4 separate regions of the Mus musculus genome follow, and regions 1, 2 and 3 are each linked to region 4. A link is a contact called in public Hi-C data. All regions are on one chromosome and are shown on one strand. Each heading gives the region's core, a stretch centred on a gene start, on an enhancer-like site or on the middle of the called end of the contact. The rest is flanking DNA. Distances are from core to core; before and after follow the strand shown.

What was found. Hi-C and Micro-C count contacts between places; a contact is called where the count stands out from the background.
Region 1: a Hi-C map of uterus shows a contact between it and region 4, with 1.9 times the contacts expected there. The contact joins two enhancer-like sites. A contact is called at or near these places in 1 of 39 promoter capture datasets (liver), 1 of 15 datasets of contacts at CTCF or cohesin (the NIH/3T3 cell line), 16 of 484 Hi-C or Micro-C datasets (3T3-L1-derived adipocytes, the C2C12 cell line, the N1E-115 cell line and 7 more) and 1 of 115 datasets of contacts at active chromatin or transcription factors (fibro-adipogenic progenitors).
Region 2: a Hi-C map of liver shows a contact between it and region 4, with 2.6 times the contacts expected there. The contact joins two enhancer-like sites. A contact is called at or near these places in 1 of 15 datasets of contacts at CTCF or cohesin (the NIH/3T3 cell line), 7 of 484 Hi-C or Micro-C datasets (3T3-L1-derived adipocytes, the C2C12 cell line, beige adipocytes and 3 more) and 1 of 115 datasets of contacts at active chromatin or transcription factors (vascular smooth muscle cells).
Region 3: a Hi-C map of liver shows a contact between it and region 4, with 5 times the contacts expected there. The contact joins two enhancer-like sites. A contact is called at or near these places in 6 of 484 Hi-C or Micro-C datasets (liver, macrophages, peritoneal macrophages and 1 more) and 1 of 115 datasets of contacts at active chromatin or transcription factors (embryonic stem cells).

What each region holds. Positions count from the first base shown.
Region 1 is chr1:71,892,271-71,895,840 of GRCm38.p6, reverse strand. It overlaps Gm28818 (a long non-coding RNA gene), which reads left to right. Exons shown (of 3, transcript XR_373492.3): 3 at 454-2,006. Among named protein-coding and RNA genes, the nearest start is that of Gm28818, 5.2 kb to the left of the region's middle. Within about 2 kb of position 2,045, at least 91 of the 459 cell types and tissues checked have an H3K27ac peak or open chromatin away from gene starts, as enhancers often do. A contact at or near this core is called in the C2C12 cell line, fibro-adipogenic progenitors and uterus, where this site is marked.
Region 2 is chr1:71,912,122-71,915,411 of GRCm38.p6, reverse strand. No RefSeq gene overlaps it. Among named protein-coding and RNA genes, the nearest start is that of Gm28818, 14 kb to the right of the region's middle. Within about 2 kb of position 1,976, at least 42 of the 459 cell types and tissues checked have an H3K27ac peak or open chromatin away from gene starts, as enhancers often do. A contact at or near this core is called in the C2C12 cell line and liver, where this site is marked.
Region 3 is chr1:71,721,867-71,725,321 of GRCm38.p6, reverse strand. No RefSeq gene overlaps it. Among named protein-coding and RNA genes, the nearest start is that of Gm30160, 4.8 kb to the left of the region's middle. Within about 2 kb of position 1,796, at least 28 of the 459 cell types and tissues checked have an H3K27ac peak or open chromatin away from gene starts, as enhancers often do. A contact at or near this core is called in liver and uterus, where this site is marked.
Region 4 is chr1:71,806,433-71,810,070 of GRCm38.p6, reverse strand. No RefSeq gene overlaps it. Among named protein-coding and RNA genes, the nearest start is that of Gm30308, 5.3 kb to the left of the region's middle. Within about 2 kb of position 2,255, at least 36 of the 459 cell types and tissues checked have an H3K27ac peak or open chromatin away from gene starts, as enhancers often do. A contact at or near this core is called in the C2C12 cell line, fibro-adipogenic progenitors, liver and 1 more, where this site is marked.

The sequences.
Region 1 (3,570 bases), core at 796-3,295, 86 kb before region 4:
TCTACAAATTCTTGGTGAACCATGTTTTATTGGTGGGGAGATATGTGAATAGATACCTTAAATAATTCAGCATCTTTAAGCATGAAAATGGAGAATTAAAAACGCCAACATCTTTTTGCTAAATTGGTTCTGCTTTTATTCAAAATTTTAAAAAGTCAGAAAGGGCCATCTTTACCTTTTGGCCTGGTGAATTGTGTGTAAACTGACCTGCAGAGACAGGGAGGGCAACTGCTCTGTGGTACCGGCTTACAAACTGAGAGATCAACGTCAGCTTCTCCGTGTGTGAGGACAGAGTTTTATAGTTTATAAATGTTAAGTTCACCTCTGTGGAGCAAACATAACCTTCAGCTATTATTTATAAAACTGTTAATGGGATAAAGCAATCTGACAGTGCCTGTGGTTGTCTGCTGGTCTAACGACCTTAAGACCTCAGGGTTTTCACTGTTTTACTAGGTACGGTGAATCTGCAAAGAAGGGAGAGAAGGCACGTGAAAAATCCGATTTCTCCTGTGGTTCTCTGGTTTGGTGGGAAAGAAGATTCAAGAGCTCAGCTAAGGTCCAGCTTGGGATGAGGTCATTTTGACGGCTTTCCTTCGCCTTGATGCTAACCTGGTGGCGGGTTGACTGACAGTATTGGTCTACGGACAGAGTTCTTGCTGCATTGTTAAGTGTGGTGTGAGGAAACACTGAACAGGTAGAGAAAGAGAAGAAATATCTTTTCACAAAAAGACTGGTCCAGTCGCCAAATAATATTAATCCACAAGCTAAGAACAGTTTTCCTACCCAAACCAATGAGAGAGATAATAATTGCATTTTAGCTTATTTGTGTCTGTCTGTCTGTCTGTCTGTCTGTCTGTGTATATAGAGGACAGAAGTCAGCTTCATGTATTGTTCCTCAGACACCATCCACCATCTTTTTAAAGACAATGTCTCTCACTGGGACCTGGAATTTGACAAATAGTCCAGGCTGTCTTGGCATCCAGCCCCAGAGATTCACTGTGTCAATTCCTCCCCACTGCTGGGTTTGCAGACACAGGACTTCTCATCATATTTTCACATGTGTTTGCTGGAGATCAACCTTAGGTCCTCCAATACTTTATAAACTAAGCTATCTCTGTATCCAAAGTTACTGATCACGTCCATCATCATTATCATCATCATCACCAACAACAACAACAACATCACCACCACCACCATCACCACCATCACTATCATCACCATCATCGTCTAAGAATGGAGTCTCATTGTTGGCTTGGTGTTAGAAGGGAACCCTGACTCCCAGCTGAAAGATGTCTGCCAATTGAATCTCATCTCACCAGACAACAAAAGCAACATGTAAGTCAAGATCAGTTAGAGGTTGTCTTTGTCAGGGTTTCTATTCCTGCATAAACATCATGACCAAGAAGCAAGTTGGGGAGGAAAGGGTTTATTCGGCTTACACTTCCATACTGCTGTTCATCACTGAAGGAAGTCAAGACTGGAACTCAAGCAGGTCAGGAAGCAGGAGCTGATACAGAAGCCATCGAGGGATGTTCTTTACTAGCTTGCCTCCCCTGACTTGCTCAACCTGATCTCTTATAGAACCAAGACTACCAGCCCAGAGATGGCACCACCCACAAGGGGCCTTTCCCCCTTGATCACTAACTGAGAAAATGCCTTACAGTTGGATCTCATGGAGGCATTTCCTCAACTGAAGCTCCTTTCTCTGTGATAACTCCAGCTGTGTCAAGTTAACACAAAACTAGCCAGTACAGAGGTTTTATTTCTTTCTACTAGTAACTTGTGACGTGCTTTTCTTTTAGCGTCAAAATCCAAATATCTCTCACCACTTAATTTATTGTCACACCTCCAAAGCCCATTTAGAGGCAAAGTCACCTTTAACCTTAACAGCAAGAATGATGCAAAGTAGGTAAGCAAGCAACATTCCTTGGGGCTCAAGTATTTTCAAGTGCTTTTTAAAACAGCTCCTTAGTGTCTGGTTCCAATAATAAACGCAGAGCCAACTTCCTGCTCTCTCTCTCCAGTGTGAACTATTAGTCACTCACTCAGCCATTCCCCGGGGCAGGGGCTGCAGCACCCAGTCTCAGGATGAGTCACTCGGTAGGCTCGGAAACAGAATGCTGATGAAAAACGCTGTTCAAAAGTGATTTTTTTTGTTTGTTTGTTTATTAGCATCCTTGCATGGCTCAGTGATGAGAGCAGATCCTATCCTCCAAAGGAGGAAGCTTGAGAAAATGTGAGCAAGCAGAGCTCCCAAAGGCACTCGGCTTTTTCTACTGCGTTTGCTGTAAAAATTGAAATGACATTTATTTACTTACACACAAGTGTACGTGTACCCGGGCACACACGTGGAAGTCAGGGAAAACTTGCAGGATTTGGCTCTCTCCTCTTTGCATCTGGTCCTAGATATTGAATTCAGGTTGCCACACTTTGGCGGTAGGGGCTTTTGTCCACTAAGCCATCTTACCAGCCTATGGTAACTACATGCGAAATGACATCATTAAGATTCTATACCAATCAAAACTTTTCTCTGGCTCTGAAAGGACCAGTTGGTTCTCTGGTATTCTCAACTCCCTCTGAAACATATGGGCTAAGCAAAGTGTGATTAGATTCCCCTGGACCCGTGGCTTAGGAGACAGACCAGCAATGCAGGGATATTTTTCTGGCAAAATTTATCATTGAATTTAGATGCTTAAAAGAAGTTGAAGAGAGGCTGGAGAGATGGCTCAGCCGTGAAGAGCACTTGTGAGTCTTCTAGAGAACTGGGGGTTCAATTCCCGGCATCCACATAATTGCTGACAATGGTCTGTAAGGTCAGGTCCAGAGTTAGAGGATTCGAGTCCTTCTTCCAGCCTTCACCAGTACTGAATGCACAAAGTGAGCAGACACACAGACAAGAAAACACTCATAGGTATAAAATAAAAATAAATAAACCTTAAAACATATGTAGTTAGAGAGTGTAAAGACATAGCCAGAGGATCCTCCTAACCCAGTGGGAAATGATGACATCTTAGAACGCATGGAGAAGGGTAAGGTGGGCTGTTTGTAGGAACTTTCACATGGAAACATTGCCACAATGATAACATAGGACCAGAGTAGGACAAACTACTTCCTGCAAAGCAGGGGTTCTCAACCTGTGGGGCGCGACCCCCTAAGGGGTTGAGGGAGCCTTTCACAGAGGTGACCTTCAGACCATTGGAAAACACAAACACTTACATTATGATTCACAACAGTAACAAAGTTATAGTTATGAAGTAGCAAGGAAAATGATATTATGGTTGGGGGCTCACACAAGGGAGCATATTAAAGGGTCACAGCATCAGGAAGGTTGGGAGCCACTGCTGTAGGGATAGAATGCCTTTTGATATCCCATTTCCTCTGTCTTCCTATAGCAATCTCTTAGCCTCTGATACCTGGTGATGCAGACTAAACTGAGCAGTGAGGCTTCTCTTCCCCGCTGGTGTTCCTTCTGCTACTGTCCTTTGCAATTTGGCCACCGTGTTTCCTGGGTCTTCCTGTCTTCCTCTGATAGCATCTCTTGTTCTTTGATGACTTTCCTCCAGCCTGACA
Region 2 (3,290 bases), core at 727-3,226, 110 kb before region 4:
GAGATGATTCAGTTGATAGAGTGCTTGCTACAAACTCGTGAGGATCAGAGTTTGAGCCACTACATCCCTGTAAAATGCCTGGTGGGGAGGTGCATTCATGCACAAATCCCTGTGCTAGAGAGGTGGAGATAAAAGCTTTCCCTGAGCTGCTGGCCAGCTGGCTTGCTGAGTTGGTGAGTTCCAGGTTTGGATGAAAAGCTGACTCAATAAGTGAATGAGAAAGGTAGGCGATGTCAATCTCCGGCCTCCTCCACACACGTGTACAGACATGGACCTGAACACACTCATACACAAACATATACATGCTCACAGAGGTATAAATAAAGTCTTTACAACAATAATGGGAGGGGTGAACTGATCATTTGAAATTATGGCAATGGAAGAATGGATCTTGAACCTAAATCTCCATTTTTACCATGTTAAATGATATAATAAAAACTTCCCTCTGCACAAAAATCCAAGATATTTCAAAACACCTTCAGTGAGTCTCTTCCTTTTTCTCTCTGCCTCTCTCTCTCCCTCCCTCCCTCCCTCCCTCCTTCCTTCCTTCCTTCCTTCCTTCCTTCCTTCCTTCCTTCCTTCCTTCCTTTCTTCCTTCCCTTCTATCTTTTTCTGTCTCTCCCATCTTTCTCCTCTCCCCCCTCCCTTTCTCACTCTTTTGCTATAGCTTGAGTGATCTCTGGGAAGAAATTTAATGACAACCTATCATTTCATCAGTATCCAACTGCGTACAAGTTTATGCTCTACCAGACACCATGGAACATAGCCAGCTCAACTTCCTGCCCACTGAGGAGGCAGTGGTATCTTCACAGTGCCTGGCTCATAGCAGTTGTTTACTAGTAAGCATTAGTTTCCTTCAGCCCAAGGAGCTTATGGCAAGCCGTGGTCGCAGCCTTGTCCAGAATTCCTTCAATAACCATAGTATGATTTTATGATATTCTAGTCTAATAGTAAGTAGTTCTTCCTCAATATATAAACACTATGAAATAGTGGACTTCAAGGACTTTGCTGTGTTCAATGCTAAATTCCTTAAGACCTTAAACATGGTATATGTTTTAAAATATATACTCTTCTGAATGAATGCATAAATACGTGAATAATTATGGGAAAGGTATTGGTTCTAGTTTAGTTTCTGTTGCGGTAACAAACCTCATGACCAAAACAACTTGGAAGGAAAGGGTTTATTTCATTTTATACTTCACCATTGAGGGGAGTCGGGACAGAACTCAAGGCAGGAGTCTGGAGGGAAGAACTGGCGCAGAGACCATGGAAGAACGCTGTTTACTGACTTTTCCTGGCTACTCAACTACCTTTCTTATACAGCCCAGACCCACCTGCCCAGGGATAGTGTGAACCACAGAGGGCTGCACCCTGCCATATCAATCAGCAGTCAAGGAAGAACCCACAGACACCTCCACAGGCCAGTTGATGGACGCCTGTCTTAGCTTCTTTTCTGTTGCTGGGATAAACTGCCATGGTCAGGGCTACTTAAGGAAGAAAGAGTCTATTTTGGTCTCTGGATTCCAGAGTTTTAAGAATCCATCATGGCCAGGCAGCAAGTGGTAAACATGCTAGTAAAAGCAGGGAGCTTACTCTAGGAAGGAGAGAGAGGGAGAGATGGAGAGAGAGAGAGAGAGAGAGAGAGAGAGAGAGATGTTGGAGTGGTGCTGTCTGTAAGCTCTCAAAGCCTATCCTCCAGGGACATGTTTCCTTCAGCAAGATGCACCTCTTAAAGCTGCACAAACAGGACTAACAACTAGAGACCAAGTGTTCAAATATCTGAGGCTGTGGGGGCCATTTCTCATGAAACCAGCACAAGGTCAGCTTCTCAGTTGAGGTTCCCTCTTCCCAAGTGTATCACCTTGACAACCGATGCTAACGATGTCAGAAGCAGCAGCTGCTCTAGCGATGCACTGACTTTTAAAGGGAAGAGCTGATGTACCAGTCCAGAGAGTGACCTCTCGGGGAGTTACATGAAGTCACATGACACTATAGTAGGTGAATGACTCTTAGGCCATTGCCTGAACGTTCTATGGTGGTATTCATGGTTCAGACCAAGGGGAGGGGACTGAATGAGCATGTCTGGATGGCATTTATCCTCAGTGTAAGGAGAGGCTGTCCAACTTTGGATCCCATGAAACACATTTTGAAATATTTACAGTTGTCTCTCATCCATTCTTGCTCTTTCTATACAGCCCATCCACACTCCACAGATTTATAGCCAGTCAGCTTAATCCCTGCATTGTGAAATGATATGAAATCAAGCCATCAAGAGACCAAGAAGATGAAAATTGAGATGAAAAAAAAAATCTCTCTCAGTGGGTCTTCTGCCAGATGAGGCTATATGCTTGGGGCAGCTAGCTAACTCTTAAATAAGAAGACAAAATAAGGAAATAAAAAAATCAATACCTTTGATCTTTCTTAAAAAGTGCTCAAATATCCCAATGTTGTCTCCTACAGCCTTTATAAATCTTTCACTGGGGGCCTCAGAAAACTCCAAATCACATAACACAGCCATCAGGTTTCCAATCCAAGGAGAAAAGTGCTTTTCAAAGCAGTATGTGCCAAGCCCACCTTCACCTGGATAACATTTGTTAGCCAACCATGTGCTGTGTCCCTCTGTGTTTGTTGATCAATGTTGCAGTCACACTGACCGGAAGGGTGCTCTGTCCTGATTTCAGAGTGAGTTTTAAGCCACTTTGAAAACCCTTTAACTTGTGGGTTTGCCTCACTCTGTTTGAGTCCAAATTGCACAATAATATAATGAAGCAAGTCCTGTGGGACTCTCTGTGTCATATTAAATTTCAGGAAACCACAACCTTTGCACGTCTCCTCTGATTGCTCCCCTCCCCCCCCCCCCCCCCCCCCCCGACTGTGGCCCTATCCTGTGGCATCTGGCTGCTTTCTGGCTTGGTATTCAACAAGGTTGAAAACCCATTGCATCAGAGTCTCCTCTGACACTTTGGAAACCTCCTCCTTCTCGTCATTAAGCACTCCTGTCCTTTCTGAGTAATCAAAGCTTTATTGTAAAAACCTACTTAAATCCCCAAAGAGCTTTGAAACATTCGTTTCACTTTTCTGTCTGCTTCAATGGATATTTTATGTGAATTGTGAACTTGGGAAACATAAAAGGGGAAAATTAAAAAGACATATGCACGTTCTGTAAGAATCAGTAAGAAAGCCATGAACAACATTTTAGTGAGTAAACCATGAATGTGGGATGCATTTAGCTAGCTTGATATAGTCTTTCCATTTTCTTTATGATCCGCTCACATAAGGATGGTTGAACA
Region 3 (3,455 bases), core at 547-3,046, 84 kb after region 4:
CTTATCAAGTCCTGCCTCTCTCTCATGTGCCTTTGCATATGCATGGGCATATGTGTATATGTGTGCCTGTGTGTATTTATGTGAAACCTGCAAGGCATTTTTTTATAGGCACATCTTTTTTATTTTATTTATTTGGTGGTGTTGCTGTCTTCAGACAAACCAGAAGAAGGCATCTGATCCTATTGCAGATGGTTGTGAGCCACCATGTGGTGACTGAGAATTGAACTCAGGACCTCTGGAAGAACAGTTAATGCTCTTAACCACTGAGCCATCTCTCCAGCCCCGCACATCTTTCCTTAAATCTTAAAAAACAAAACAAAAAACAAAAAACAATGTATACAAGTGTGAGGAGATCTAGTCAGCCTTGGGTGTCAGTCCTCACTATCTGCCTTGAGACAGAGTCTCCTGTTTTCTGCTATGTATTTCCAGGCTGGTCCAGGAGTGCAGATTTCTTTCTCTCCATCCTTTCACTTGATATAGGAGCACTGGACTACAGGGCATAGTGGGTTTTGGGGGAAGCTGTTTATTCACTGAGCTGTCTTCTCAGCCCCTGTTTCTCCAGTTTTAAATATGCAAAACTTCTTCATTAAATCTTCCATTTTGCTTATTTTGTTTCACGAAAGAACCAGACTCATGAAATTCTCCACATGTTAAAGTAAGAAACTTGGTGTTTAAAGCGCCTCTGGTTCCTCCACCTCCCACTCTTGGGCTCTCAGCTCTGCCTGGTAACTTTGTTGCTTCCTTTCTTCCCTCCATGTCGCCTGTTGTTTCTCTCTTAAGTAGTAAATGTAACAACCCGAGCACAGTTGAAAACATCAGATAGGAACAATGACTTTAGGTGCCTATAACCTCCAAACTGTGAAGCCATAGAGAAGAAAGGGAAGGTTATCAAATGATCAAAAAAAAAAAAAAAAAAAAAAAAAAAGACACAGCTTCTTGGACTGAAATTTTCAACAGTGCAAAATTTGAGATGTTTTTCTTTCTGAGATGAGCTGTGAGTTGTGTTTCATCAAAAGTAAAGAAGTTACTTTTGAAAATTGTCTCCACAGCTTAGGGAAGAAAAAAAGCCTAGATTCCCTACTTCAAAAGGAGCTCTTTATTAGTGTGTCTACTTGAGAAACAAACCCGGAGTCAGAGAGGGTAGACAGAGCCTTCCTAATTCAGACAAGCAGCAGCAGGCAGGCAGAGTCACCGCCAACCTGCTTGGCAAATTAGTGTTCGAAAATATTATGTCTCAAATGTAGGAAGTCTGCAGGCAGAGTGTTTGCGGTGTTATCAGACAAGAATCTCTGTGTACCTGGACTTAGTGTCCACTTCTCTTCAAACCCAAGGCTTTGCACTGAGTTATGTCAACATATGACTCAAAAGGGCCGGAAAGGGAAAAACAGGCACAAAGAGGGCTGTGGAGACAAGCGCAAATAAAAACATAAGCCAAAGTAAGCCTGCTTGTTCTGAGAACTGGGAGCGCTTCTTTTTGAACCAAAAGTGGAAAAAATAAATAAATGGACTCTATACATTCTAGTGACCTTTGTCTCATCTCAAGGGAATAAAAATATATAAAGAAAATATTCTAATATTCTAAATGATAAGTAAAATTTCCTTTTAATCCATACTGTCTCTAGAAAATGCTAGGTATGGGGTATGGGGCATGGCTCATGTAAGTGCTTGCTGTGCAAGCATGAAGACGCCCTGAGTTCAATATAGAGAATTCACATGAAAAAGCCAGATGGGGCAGTGTACACCTGTCATCCTCGGAATGGAGCTCACCGGCCGGCCAGCTTAGTCTGACTATGACGCTCCAGGCCACTAAAGTGAAAGAATCTGAGAAACTCTATGTGAGAGTGTCTGTCAGTCTCCATGTGCACATGCATGTGTGTGCACAGACATGCTCACACACACTCCTCTCCCCTAGATATTAGTTATGCATAGTATAGTCTCTAAGCGCCATCAGGAATTGGTGCTAATTTTACTGAACAGTTTATATATACAACTCTTCCAACGTTAAAACAGTGAGAGATAAATGATTGACAGGGACTGCTCCTGCTAGCATGAACCTCCCTGAGAAGCACTATACAGATAACAGGCACTAATATTTGCCTCAAATATTATGTGGTTCATTCTAGTACCATGCATACTTCCTCATTTAAATGAACTTATGTGTGTTAAAGGAGTACTTTTGTAAAATAGGAACCCTTTTATGTGGCCAACATTATGACCACCAGAAATGCTGACTACTAAGAAAAATATTTTAATTTTCTTTCTAGCATACAATAGTAATTATATCTTAACAAAAATGCAATTATTTCCGTTTGCTTTTAAGTGTCACTGTTGAATAAAGGCTCTGAGCCTGCTGGTCAGAGACTGAATTGAAAGTGACTTTTAAATAAAGCCCATAACTTACTGTGTGGACACAAGAAAGGCATTTACATAGCTATAAGATGAGCTAATCCCAGAGATGACAGAAAAAGGAAAGAATGATCAAAATACTTGGAAAATTTGATCTGCTTTGCTTGACAGCTTAGAAAACCCAATATTCTCTGCCTTAATATAATATGAAGTTATGCAATAATCTGCAACACATATAATAAACTCCTCAGTCTCAATTTGTCTGGCTCTAGAGATACAACTGATCGTGTAAAGGTTTGAATGCAAATGGGAGACATGAAAGACTGGATGTGGGTGGGCAGATGGCAAACTCTATTCAATTAAGCAAGACTGACTTCAGCATTCAACCAATTTAAAATTCTAATTGGAATCTAACAAGACATTTTTTCCTCCTCCTCCCTTTTATCCTCAAAATATCAAATCTAATATTTTTCACGTTCTATTGTATCTTAGGCAAGGTTCCTAAATATTTCACATATGTTCCTAGTGACATTTTGTACTCAGAAAGGGTAATGAAATGTTAGCGATTGTGAAATGCTAACGATCCAGGCATGCTATGTAATAACAATTCGTGTTTCTCAATCTGATAAACTGAGAAGGTCAAAAAAATGTGACTTTTCTTATTTTAACCAGACAATTATGGCATAAAATGAGCTGCTAGCTAGTCCAGTGTCTTCTCTATGACTTCTATTATAGAAGTGGTTTAACAACTTGCAAATGAAGAGATAACAGTGAACTAGTCTAAAGGCAGAATCTATTGCATATGTAGAACATCCCTATGTTAGCTTGATGAAGAGAAGATCAACTTTTCCACGATGGCAGCATCAGAACTGGGTTACTATCCCACTAGCTTGATGCACACTGGATGGTAAAGTCGATGGCTCACAGAACTCATCTTTGCTGAGGACTCTATCTATGCACTGATAACAGAATAGAGCCTTTCTGTCTAAAAGATACATTGTTTAAGATAGGATTTGCATTGGAATGGAACATGTGTTTTGAAGGACCATGCTAACATTCATGAGAACATCTCAAGAGAAGAAGAAAAAGGTTTAAGACAAATGTGGTGG
Region 4 (3,638 bases), core at 1,006-3,505:
TGTATTGCACCGTCTAAACACAGTCTGAAACCTCTTGTTGTGTTTTATTAAAAAAGAAAAGGAAGCCAGGGATGTGTTTGGTAGAGGTGTGGTATGATGCGGGGGAAGGGGGTGCCTCTGCGGGCCCATGATGATGCATCCTTTCCCCCTGAGGGACCAGCCACAGGACAGTATAGTATAGAATAGAGTTTATTATGGGAATGGGGAATTGAGGATGTAATAGAGAAAGGGAAGGAGGGAGGGAGGGAGGGAGGGAGGGAGGGAGGGAGGGGGGAGGAGGGGCTGGCCATGAGCAACATAGAGAGATACAGGGGAGAGTGAGGAGGTGGGCAAGCAGCCCCTTTTACACTGAGTCAGGCATACCTGGCAGCTGCCAGGTAACTGTGTGGTGGAGCCTAGAAGAAATGCTAAGCCCATAGCCATTTGAAGGCGTTTATCTCAAGCACTTCGCCTCATCCTACTTTATTGAGTGAGATTAAGGCCACTTGTAAGTCTTTAGTTGCTTTTCCTGCTAGTGTGTACTAGTTTTCATTTTAATTTACCTGGACAATACTATCTATTTAAAAAGTAACCTGTGACCCTGGAGGATTTTCCCCATGGCTATCTGTGCTCCCATGGAGTCGTTTAATACACCCCTGCCTCACTTTTGAGTGTGCTGGGAATTGGCTCTAGTGACTTAATCAGGTACACATGGATTTTATACATTGTACTAATCACTTTCTGTTGGGTTACATCAGGGTGACAGAATATCTGATTGTCCTACCTTGAGACTCACTTGCTGGCACTTAAGTGTCAGCTTGACTCATCCTTTATAAAATTCTCCTTTTACATAATGCTTTGCATTTATTGGTTGGGGTTCTAATTATTTGACTTACTAACTCTTCTGTTATCCTAAAGTAAGATGTGAGTGAGAAAGATAAGGTAAATATTTTTTCCTCTCTGTATTTAGTAAGTTCCAGAATTACTTGCTATTCTCTCCTCTTTAACTTTGACAACATGGTGTGTGTGTGTGTGTGTGTGTGTGTGTGTGTGTGTGTGTGTGTGTGCATGTGATATAGCTGTGTTGGTGTGCAGGTGTGCACACATACTGAGGATAGAGGAAGACATCCATCCACTATACTACCCTATCATTAGTATAGGACAGGATCTTTTACTAAACTAGGAAGCCAGCAAGCCCAATCAGGCTTCTCCCCACCTCGGGTGGTGTTATGGCTACAAGTGTATGTGGCCATGACTGGCTTTTTAGGTACATGGTTGGGATTCAGACTCAGGTCTTCCTGTGTGCACAGGAAGTGCTCCTACTGAGCACTCCCACTTTTACACTTTGTTAATTTATATTTTTTAAAGTAGGAACTATATGAACTACATTTAAAAAAAAAAGAGGCCAATTAGCATCCTAAATTGAACAGTTGCCTTTTAATATAAACCTTACCACTGAAAATAGCCATGTCTTTCAGTATAGTGTGATCTTCTATCAAAATTTGAAACCGAATTTCAAGATGTATGGGGATTTTGTCATGTGTAAATAAAGGACCCAGAAAAATAAATTAAGGTTTTATCATCAACAACAACAACAACAAAAACAAAACTGTTTTGGAAATGAAAATACTCTCTGGTTGTCACCATTTTGATGGAACACATTCTGTTTGGACTGTTCAAAGGCAATGCCATAAAATAACATGTATTTTAATGTCACAGAAAGGTTATATTTAAAATTTTCTTAAAGTGAGTCTGGTAGCTCTCCCTGAATCTTCCTGAAGAAACTTCCCTTCCTCCCCAGTCTTTATCGGGAAGAGAAAGATTTACTCTGTAAAAATCAATATGTTGACCTGTTTCATTCATTTCCACTGAAAAGATTTGTCACTTCTCAGAAATGGAGATTAACCATGTTTGTGGAGTAGCTAGGTGTTTTCAACAATGGAACAACATGAGAACTGGGTCAGGGGCCAGAGTGGGGGTGGTCTTGATCTACTTTAAAACATTATGCAAAACTAAACTTAGGACAATTGTTTTCAATAGTCTTGTTAGACTACTCCCAGCTAGAATTTTTTCAACTAAAACACTTTTTTTTTTAAGTCATAAAAAGAGACAAGTGATTCTTGTATGACAATTTATAGAGGGTTTTTCTTTCCACAGTTTTCAAATTTGGTTTTGGATCAACTGTCTTACAAACCAGGCATATCACCCACGCCAAGGGGAGCGCTTGACAATCTTGCATGTAACTGATAGGCAGCAGGGAATTTTTTTTTCGGGCAGCAATTGTAAGTTTTCCTTGACTGCCAACATCTGCTTGCTAACGCCTGCACACATCCCCAGAGTGCTGAGTTTTGTAAACATTGTTTGATGATGACATACTGAAAATTACAAAAGTGTGTCTCTTTATCCACACCCAAAGCCCTCTGAAGAACATTTCATAGTTTTAGACTGTGGTCAGTAGGCTTTGGGGGAAACATTTGAGTTTCTTAACTCAAAATTAAATAGATCTTTTATTAAAAATAAATTCCTGAGCTATGCTTACAGGAAACGAGATGGCCACAAGCCATGAGGTCAATTTTGAAATAAAATGCTACAGAAATAAAGGTTGTTTCTTACAATTCTCCTGATAAGAATTGCTGCAAACTGAGTGAGGATATTATTTCATAGAACTAAGAATATGAATAGCCTTGCAATACATATATAAGTAGCCTGAAAATTATTCCTTTGACTTCTGTAGGATTGAAGACGCCACACTGCTCTACAGAGTAACATTCTGGCAAATCTCAATATTAAAGCAACATTCCTTTTAGCAGGAGAGAATGCAGAACTGAGCAACGATGAAAGGAACACTGTAGTTCTATGAGATTAAAGTTTAAACGTGCAGTGAATGCTGTCTTTCTGGCTAACTAAAATCTATAAGGCTGTCACCAGCAGAATCTAGGGGGAGGAGAGAAAAGGAAACCTTACCCAAGTCAAAGAAGCCTTTTCCAAGCCAAACTCTTACAAAGCCATGGGGATTCCTGAGACTGTGGCGTTCACATTTACATTCAAATCCCTCACAAATTAAGTAGCAAAAATGGTGAGCCAGCATTTTATGGGAAGGGAGAAACAGTTAGACAGAACAGACAGAGGGAAAACTGTAAACTTGTCATGAGTACCATGTGTGTTTCATGTGTTCATCCTGCCTGCTTCCTGTTCTCGGTATGCGATTCTCTGCGTAGGAGGGACATCACCACTGGAAGAACCCATCTGCTTATTTGCAAATAGGACAAAAGCTATTATAGAATGATAATAAATAAAAAGGCTAAAATGAAAGTGATAATGAGTTTCCTTGTATATTATATGATTGACCACCCTGTCTCAAAGAATCAGGCTGAAGAGCAATGGAGTGTGACTCCAGACATCAACTCCCAAGTGCAAACAAACACATGTGCACCCACACACGTGTGTGCCCACATACATGCAAACAATCATACACATGCATATTGCATACATAAACATGGAAATGTAGAACTTATTCCTAATTATAAAAAAACTTAAGCTTAGACTCCACATAGATAAGGGTATTATTTTATCCACTGCTGTATCAGTGATATCTACAACTTAGAGTGAGTATTGTATAAAAAATAAAGCACAGATGAGCACTTTAAGTGATAAAAATG